Regions from separate parts of the Sus scrofa genome. Here region 2 is linked to region 1. A link is a contact called in public Hi-C data. All regions are on one chromosome and are shown on one strand. The core of a region is the stretch at or near the end of the contact, and the rest is flanking DNA. Distances in the headings are between cores, read along the strand shown.

Region 1 (5,057 bases), core at 2,346-4,845:
TCCTTCTCTGGCCACAGTGAACAAGGCCCCCAAATACACTATTGCATGAAGGAGGCCGGGAAAAGTAGACAGGAAGCATGTGAATATCTCTAAATTTTCTCTTTTTCTGCTCCTCTTAAGTAAGGCAGAAAATAGAGGCCTTAGGCCGAAGTGGTGCCACAGCCACCGTCACGCCAGATCCCAGCTGCGTCTGTGACCTATACTGCAGCTCAAGGTAACACCGGATCCTTTAACCCACTGAGTGAGGCCAGGGATCGAAGCTGCATCCTCATGGATGCTAGTCAGAGTCTAACCTGCTGAGCCACAACGGGAACTCCTCATATTTTTTTGTTTTTTTTTTTTTTGTTTTTGTCTTTTCTAGGGCCGCACCCGTGGCATATGGAGATTCCCAGGATAGGGGTCCAATCGGAGCTGTACCTCTGGCCTACACCACAGCCGCAGCAATGCGGGATCCGGACTATATCTGCAACCTACACCACAGCTCACAGCCACACCGGATCCTTAACCCACTGAGCGAGGCCAGGGATCATACCTGCAACCTCATGGTTCCTAGTCGGATTCGTTAGCCACTGAGCCACGACGGGAACTCCGTTATTATTTTATACAAATACTGTGGCTTTTCTATGTCCCATCTCAATGTCCCCTCAAGGTACTCCTGGGAGAGGTGTAAGAATGGCCTTTTCCAAGACAAGGAAAGGGCTGGGGCTCGGGAAGACTGAGTCCCACTGCCAGTAAGTAACCGACTGGAGGTTTTAATCTCGATCTTGTTTCTCCCTTTCCAATCCGGGGCTTAGTGCACAAAACCATCACTGCTACAGTTGAGGTGAAGCTGCCATGTGCCAACTTGCAAGTAAGATCTTCTCTCAGTCTGCTCTTTCTATACACCGCGGATGCTCCGACCTTTATTTCAGGGAGGGAACAGTCCTGTGAAGGGGAGTTATGGTTCAAATCAACAGAGAAATGCAAATCAAAACTACAGTGAGTTACCACCTCACATTGGTCTGAACGGCCTTCATTAATAAGTCTATAAATAACAAATTTTAGAGAGGGTGTGGAGAAAAGGGAACCCTCCTACACTGTTGGTGGGTGTGTAAATTATTACAACCACCATGGAGAACAGTATGGAGGGTCCTCAGAAAACTAAATATAGAGCTACCATGTGATGCAGCAATCCCACTCCTGGGCATATATCTGGAAAAAACTATCATTCAAATGGATACATGCACCCCGATGTTTATTGCAAGATTTACAGTTTCTAAAGTGGTGGATAACAGAGCACAGCTCTGTCACAGCTCTTCTGGGTCATCTCTTTGCAAGAGTGTAAACAATTCTTCCCTTAGGTTTGCAGATTTTACATCTGGATTGTCCTGATTATTTTGCCTGGTCTTCTTTTGGTCATCAATATTCTCAACTTTCCTAAAAATCTACCTTAAGCCCTTTTCAAAGACACCATGGTTTCTCTCCTTCATTTTAAGGATTAGAAAGCTCTCAGATTACTGTGGGGTTTTTTCCTCCAGAATTCGGTAATAAGTAGTGCCTTTTTTAGTGTTAATATAAATACACAGGATTAAAGGACATCAATGACATGGGTCAAAAGAATTTAACAAAGTGCCTTCCATCCTGTAGGTAACTTTGTTCTTGCATTTTTCCACTTCTTTGGATAAATTTGAAAAAGCATACTCAAAATTCAATTAGGGGCTGTCATTGAAAAAAGGCCTTGCAGAGTTCAAACTGTACTGAATGCAGCTTTGGGAGTGGTGCGCTATTTTTTTTTTTTTTTTTTAAGAGTAGTGAAGTTTGTTCTCTTGAAAATACATCTTGTACCATGTTTATTATGCTTTCTAAGGAAACCAAAAAGGAAGAAAAAAATAAACAAAATATTCTCTTAGAGTGTTAGATAAGCTAGAGACTTCCAAAACAGCCAAGGATCCATCCTTCCACATTCCGCAGGGGTTGGTAGCTAGACACGGGCTCTAGCCCTCAAGTGTGAGCCCTCCTCACCACTCCAGCTCAGATCACTTCCGTGGTCACTCTCCCAGGCAGCTGAGCAAATACACTATCACCCTTGTCCTCAGGGTCACTTCAGATATTTGAATCATCTTTCTCAAGAACTGTTCTAGACAAAGACATCAAAGTCCAACTTCCCCAGGATGATCCTAGCTGTTCTCACCTGCCGTTCCCTTCCCACAGTTACTCATGCTTTGGTCCAGCTACACTATCCAGTGTTTCTGGACCATGGTCCAAAGCTTGCTGCTACTGACTCTTGCTCTTGCCCCTCCCTCTGGAGCATCCTTCTTTCCCATTTCTTGACTTCGAGGCTGTAATGTCCTATCCATCTTTCAGTGGCCATCTCAGTGCTATGTTCTTCACAAAATCGTTCAGAATTTCCCCCATCTGATGTGATTTTGGTATCTTTCTCATTTCACACTTCCCATAGTATTTGGCCTCTTTTTGTTGTTGTTGTTGTTTGCTTTTTAGGGCCACACCAGCAGTATATGGTAGTTCCCAGGCTAGGGGTCAAATTGGAGCTAAAGCTGCCACCCTACACCACAGCTCATGGCAAAGCCAGATCCTTAACCTACTGAGTGGGACCAGGAATCCAACCCGCATCCTCATGGATACTAGTTGGGTTTGTTACTACTGAGCCACAATGGAAATGCCAATATTGGCCATCTTATGTGACGTTTCCCAAAACTGCCTATGATATTGTAATCATCTTAGGGCAGAATCCATGTCTCATCCAAATGTTTAACCCCTTAACTAGGGCCCAGGATGCTGACCCAGGATATAGGCTCAAGTCCTATGAAACTGGATGTCCTGACACAGCACATCTATCTCACCAACCTATACGAATGCTTTTTCTGTTCTCTGTTCCTGTGGGAAAAATAAAGACTTCAGTAGAGCTAGAGGAGCTAATTAGTTTGCCTTGGATAAGTCAGCTTGGAGAACAGAGGGTGCACAGAATCCGCTATAGCCTGAGGGTAAACTGCTGGCCGTGCAGATGTGCTGACATCTTGCGGGGGGTGTTGCTGAGGAATGCGGCTGTGCTTGTGCTCAGTGCACAGAGTACTTTAAAGATGGTTCACAGCCAGGTTTCTTGGCCATGCCAGGAATTTGAAGTCAGTGTGGTTTCCAGGCAATCTGACCAGAAACAGAATAGTGGGAAGTGGTTTTATGCCATGCTTTGCTAAAAAATGCTACCGACCAGTAGAGTCCAAAAATAGACACAAGATAAGACCCTGAAACTGGAATGATCTTGAAATCCAAGCCAGGAAACCAGCTAGACTCATCAGAAGAGAGAAAAAAGATGGCTCTGCTCCATTCAGCCTGGATACAATATTTTATGTTCTACCATATCTTCAAATTTCTGTATCCTTAGGTACAAAGGATGATGATCTAAACAGGAATATAGAAGTTTCTAGCTTGGGGATCTACATGAAATAGCTAGGTAACCTTGGGCACATCACTCTAGGACCCATTTTCCAAACTTTAAGTTCTGATCACCTGAGATCAACTTTGGAAATGCTATATCTGATCTTAGTTACATTACCAGTTCATACGGAGCCTGGCATCTCCTCTTGGTCACTCATTCCTCAAGTATTTCCTCCCCTTGGCTTTTTTCTTTTATTCATACCAGACTTGCCACCTTTTTTCCCAGCGTGCTAGAACTCTCCAGGGCTGCGAAGGCCAACCCCATAAACTCTGTATCCAGCTACAAATCCACTGGGAAGTCTCTTCCTTTCGGGGACTCTTCAGATTGACCTTCAACACCATGAAGTTGTTTCTGAGTTTCAAAAGAGCAAGAAGAGAAGGGACTCCATGCCCAGGCATTTCATATAAGGGGAAAGATCCTCCCGCCCTTTCCTCTTAATAACAAAATACAGGGATGCTCAGTCCTGGGAAGATGCTGGCTCTCCACAGGGATTTGACATCAGCGTGAAAATCTACCTGGTTAAAAGATAGTCTCACTTATATGTAAAATATTATGATGAAATGAAATAAGATTTCACCACCTAAGGACATGGATGATATATTTTTCAATATGTCTGCTTTGATAAATTGCATTATAGGGAGGTATTTAACTTTTAAGTGAAGCAAATGCTAATTTGGGTGACAACAAATAACTAAAAGAAAAAAAGCAGCACAGGGGTTCACAAGAGTGAGGGGTTTTTTCTGTTGTTTTTTTTTTTTTTTTTGCTTTTCTTTTTTTAAGGAAGCAATTGGTTTATTACAACGTTGAAACATCGTTTTTTACAAACGGCAAGCACTAACATTTTTTGAATGCCTGGTTACCTGCTTGGACTTGTGGTAATTGCTTTTGCTATGTGATACTACTTAATAGCCACAAGAGTTATGTTTTCAATCCCATGTTGAAGCTGGTAAACTAAAACAAACACTCAAGCCCATGCCTATCTGACTTCAGAATCTCTGTTCTCTTTTTCCACACCACATTATAATTCCAGAATGTAGCTTGAAGAGGTCTTAGATTTCAACCAACCATTCTCCTTCCTTAATGCTCAACCCTGCTGAGGGCAGACTATTTTTATATCACCGTCAAGCTAGTTCTGTCCTCTGCCTAGTGTCCTACACGGAGGACTTTCCTTTACATTCGTTGATAACCCACTTCAAGGGCTAAAAGCCTTAATGACAGAATATTGGATAGAGTTCCCTGTGCTGCATAGCAGGTCTCTGTTGGCCAATTACTCCATATACCACAGTGTGCATATGCCAATCCCAATGCCAATCCCAAACCTGGAGTCCCTCCCTCCCCACATGTCCACTTTGGCAACACTAAGTTTGTTTTCAAAGTCTGTGCCTCTGTTTCTGTTCTGCAAATAAGTTCACTTGTATCCTTTTTTTAGATTCCACATGTAGGTGATGTTGTATGATGTTTTCTTTCTGTCTAAATTATATTCTGTGATAATCTATATGGGGAAAGAATCTGAAAAAGAATGGATGAGTCTATATGTAGAATTGAATCACTGGTATAGCAGAAATTATCACGACATTGTAAATTAACTACAATAAAATGTTTTTTTAAAAAAAAATTTAAATAA
Region 2 (4,457 bases), core at 74-2,573, 180 kb before region 1:
ATTCTAATTTCTTTGTCTTGCCATAATATATCACTGTTCCTGCTAGAATATCCCACCCACTGGCCAATGCTTGTTATCACTCAAGTCTGCCCAGTCATTGTAGCTAAAGAGGTAAAGAGAATTTGGAATCATACAGACCTCAGTTCAAGTCTGTTTTCAGCAAATGTTCGCTACCTGAATTTGGACAGTTACTTAGCCTCTATGAGCTTCAGTTTCTTCACCTATAAAAAGGGACTAATAATTAATACCTAACTCAAAGAATTGTTTGCATTCAATGAAATTTCAACAACAATGATAATGGCAATGTATCAAGCCTGTCCTTCAAGTTCACCATAATCTAACTTCCACTTACTTTTTCCAATCTTCTCTCTATTCTCCCTTCTCCATCGCCATATGAACTCGGTTGCAGCCACATAGATTCAGTGATCACACTTGAATGTGCTTTGCATAGCGCCATTGTTGTGGCTTTAGTTCTATAGTTCCTTTCACCTAGAATATCCTATGGTCCATCTTCAAGACCAACCTTGAGTCTTACCTCTCCTATGCATCCTTCTTTTGCAGGTCAGCTCCTTACTCTTTGATCTTCTGGAGAATTTCTGATTGAATACACTATAATCTTGTATTGGATTTTTGCTTTTGCTGTAAACTTGTGTCCCCATCTAAACCTCTTTGTATCCTCCCCTACCCAACGTCTTAAAACACAGATGATTCTCAATGAATATTTGCTGAATGCTTTATCTCCCTCTCAATCATTTGTTATTGGATAACACTGAAATTCTAAAAAGTAAATTTAAAAAGAGGATCTATCTCCCCAGCTCTGTAACTCCCACAAAAGTCTGTACAGCTTGAGTTCAGACCTGTCTTCTGCTTTTGAATTTGCAATTGGAAACATATGGTGATTTGGAAGCCAGCCATTTTTTTCTTTCATTTTTTCCCCCTCTCTCTAAAGAAACCTTTAAAACCTCACTAAATATGTCAAGGAACAGCAATTAAAATGTCAAAAAATAGTAATATTGCTTATTGCAAAACACACACACACACACCATTGCTGGTGTGTTTATAAAGTTCCAAGTTGAAAAAAACAAGTGCTAATTTTAGATTTTGGTTTTTTCCTTTAAGTCATAATAAGAAAAAACACAAACATCGACTGAAACCCCAATGCACAAAACCTCTTAGTCATACCCACCAGGCACTTTCAAAAACCAATTTTCAAGAGAAAGGATTCTAATTCTTAGTTCATTGAATCATGAATCCTGCTACCCTGATGAATAGAAGGAATTGAAAGCACCACTAATGGAATCTTGTGGTTTAGTCTTAGATGGGAAAGTAAAAAAATGGGAGCTATGTTTTGCATGTTGTTTTCTAACTCATTCTCCACCTCACTGACACCCTACAGTGCTGAAGACTCCATAGTTCATAACCCCAAAGAGAATGAGCCACTTCACTTCTCATCGGTAGCAATGCCAATTTTTGCATCCTGATAATCACCACAGCAATTGGTGTTGAATCATGTATTGATATTTTGACTTCACTTGGGAAATCACCAATCAGTACTGATGAGTCATTCTTAACAAAGCTCTGGCTTTCTAAACTTTCGGGTAAGAATAGGTCAGTTTTCAGTGCAGTGATGGAAGACAGAATAGGGGAGGGGAGGGTCAGTGTATCTTAATTGTCTCGCTTCCCACAGGCAGAATTCCTGACTCCTGGACCACTTAGATTCAGTGATCACACCTGAATGTCCCCAAAGCAGGGCTGCCTCCTCCAGATCATCTCAGGACACTGACATCTTCAGGCCCTTAGTGTTTGTTTCCTCTTTTCCCCGAATCCTTGTAAGTATTATCAAGTGTTTTGAAACCAAGGCAAACAAAACCTACAAAGCGATGTCTGTGTGTCATGTGATCATTGTCCTTTACATCTTTAATGGAACAAGATTTTTTTTTCTTTTTAGGTCCACACCTGTGGCACATGGAAGTTTCCAGGCTAGGGTCGAATCGAAGCTGCAGCTGCCAGCCTACCCCACAGCCACAGCAGCTTGCAGCAATGCCAGATCCTTAAGCCACTGAGTGAGGCCAGGGATTGAACCCGCATCCTCATGGATACTAGTCAGGTTCTTAACCTGCTGAACTACAACAGGAACTTTTTTTTTTTTTAAACTGTAATCACTGGGACTTCAGTGATGGGAGATCTCCATCACTAGACAAACCATTATTCAAAACCCAGTCCAAATATCAGATTCTTTGTGAGACCTTCCTTGACCACCTGAGTCCCCTGAGCCTTCTCTCCTCTCAACCCTTAGAAAACTTGATGATCCTTCATTTGTTATTTACTATGAACTTCATTACTTTTCATGCGGGCAGACCTCCCCAAATAAAGTGCCAATGTCTTGTCTTATTTTAGTGTGGTGTTTAAGGGAACCCTGGAGCCAGACAACCTGGGCTCCGTTGTGGCTCCACCACTTCCTGGGCATGGCATTGAGCTAGTTACATAACCTTCTGGGCCTCACTTTCTTTATCTATGAAATGAGGATAAGAGTATCTACCTTATATAAATATAATGAATATTAAAGGAATGAATGAATGATTGAATAGGACATGCTTGGAACAGGCCTGGGAAATAGTAAACACTAAATCATGTTATACATGAACTTTTTCAGTACTTCTTACAGAAGTCTATAACATAATTGATTTAATCATATAACAAATACATATTGTGTACCTACAATTTCAGGGACTATTTAGGTGCTAGTAATGCAGGGACGAACAAGATTGATAAAGTTATCCCTCTTGGAATTTACTATCTTGACAGACAGACAGATGATAAATAAGCAAATAATATAACAAAGTGAAATATAACAATTTCGTATTTAAGGTAATGATGTGGGTTTTGAAAAGGAATAATAAGGGTAGCAGATAACATGTGGTGGGGAGTGTTGTGGACTGGTGGGTAGGGGCTTATTTTAAATGCTCAATAAGTACTCATTTGCCTGATCTGGAGAAGAGATTCACTGATCATTCATTGGAAAGTTTGAAGCTGTGCATGGTGAGTGGATTTCTGAAAGTCAGATTGGAAAGACCACTGGAAAGAATAAAGCCAAGTGGTAAAAATTGGCCAACTCTGTCCTGATGACACATCTCTTGACACATCTCTTGAGTATTTTATCTACCCTTTCTCTTTAATTCCTTTTCTCAGGGCATGTTCACTTCTCAGAATTGTGCAATGAAATTTAATCAGTGGTTCAATTTCCAGAACTTTCCTTTCATTCCCCCATCAAAATCTACCAGGCTTAAATCCCCTTCCCTGAGGCCTCCTGTTCTCTTATGTTTCAACATTAGAACAGATATATCTCCCCAAATACTCCAGAAATGTTTTCTAGTGGTGCTTCAGTGTAAAGAAGGAAAAAGGCCTGTTGTTCTCAGGCTATCTTCCTATTTTAATGATACTTTTCTGAAAATATGATCTCAAATCAAGCAATTTGTCTAATAATAGGAATTTTATGGCAGCAAGACTAGGGGAAGATATCTTAGGGGCAGGTAAGATCTTGAGATGCCTATAAAATCTTGAGATGTAAGCTGCAGCTTATCCTAGGGAGAGTATTTTTGTGCTTAATTATGATTCTAAAATCATGTAAATCTGGGTACAAGTCTTGGCTCTGCCAATTCTTGCTATGTGATCATCAGAAATTAACTTTTCCTCAACTTTCTTGTCTGTAAAATGGGGAGACTAACACTGCTTTGCATCTTGGGTTTTTAATGAGGCTTAAATGATTTAAAACAGGTAGCATACTGGGTACATCTGAAATATCTGGTATATTTCAGGTACACAATCACATCTGCCAAAAGTCTGCTTATGCAAATACAAAGTCTTTGTTTGACCTAATGAAGGATTAATTTACACAGCTGATCTTTAGCATGTCCTTTCAATAGCATATGTGAAAATGGTTCCTTTTGTGACCCTGGGAAGAAAAGAGCTTCTTTAGGTTGGGTGCATTGTAAGTGTGGTAAATCTGTATAAGCTGATTTATAACCTAACATGTTGTGTTTTGTTCGGTGGTTTTAAAATATTCGAAAGAAAAGAGTCTGACCCATCAGAGGAGCTAGGTTATCAAGTAGAGGGCACATGCTCTAACTGAGAGAAGTTTGAGGGAGTGGCTTAGGTGAAATATGAAGCCTAGTGCTCCTTGCCTCCCATAGGGATGTTGTTTAGCATCATACCAGAGAGATGGCAGCCAGGGCTCAAGGTGCCTCTGGAGAGAAATTAGGGAAAGTCTGTGTTCTGGGTAACACGGTGTGGATGGGATAGGAGTAAGAAAGTTTCTTTCTCTGAAGGGTATCTGGGTATCGACTGAAGCCGCATGACTGGAACTAGAAGAAGGCTTGTTACTTTATGGATGCCTGAGAACTATCATTGCTATTCTCTATGTAAAAGGAAACCAGAGTTTGCAGCAGCTGAGTGAGGAC

Evidence for each region. A called contact is a pair of places that touch in the nucleus more often than the background predicts.
Region 2: a Hi-C map of embryonic fibroblasts shows a contact between it and region 1, with 1.5 times the contacts expected there. The contact joins two enhancer-like sites. A contact is called at or near these places in 2 of 47 Hi-C or Micro-C datasets (embryonic fibroblasts and subcutaneous adipose tissue).

What each region holds. Positions count from the first base shown.
Region 1 is chr9:27,393,724-27,398,780 of Sscrofa11.1, reverse strand. No RefSeq gene overlaps it. Among named protein-coding and RNA genes, the nearest start is that of MIR7143, 90 kb to the right of the region's middle. Within about 2 kb of position 3,595, at least 4 of the 83 cell types and tissues checked have an H3K27ac peak or open chromatin away from gene starts, as enhancers often do. A contact at or near this core is called in embryonic fibroblasts, where this site is marked.
Region 2 is chr9:27,572,452-27,576,908 of Sscrofa11.1, reverse strand. No RefSeq gene overlaps it. Among named protein-coding and RNA genes, the nearest start is that of CEP57, 240 kb to the left of the region's middle. Within about 2 kb of position 1,323, at least 5 of the 83 cell types and tissues checked have an H3K27ac peak or open chromatin away from gene starts, as enhancers often do. A contact at or near this core is called in embryonic fibroblasts, where this site is marked.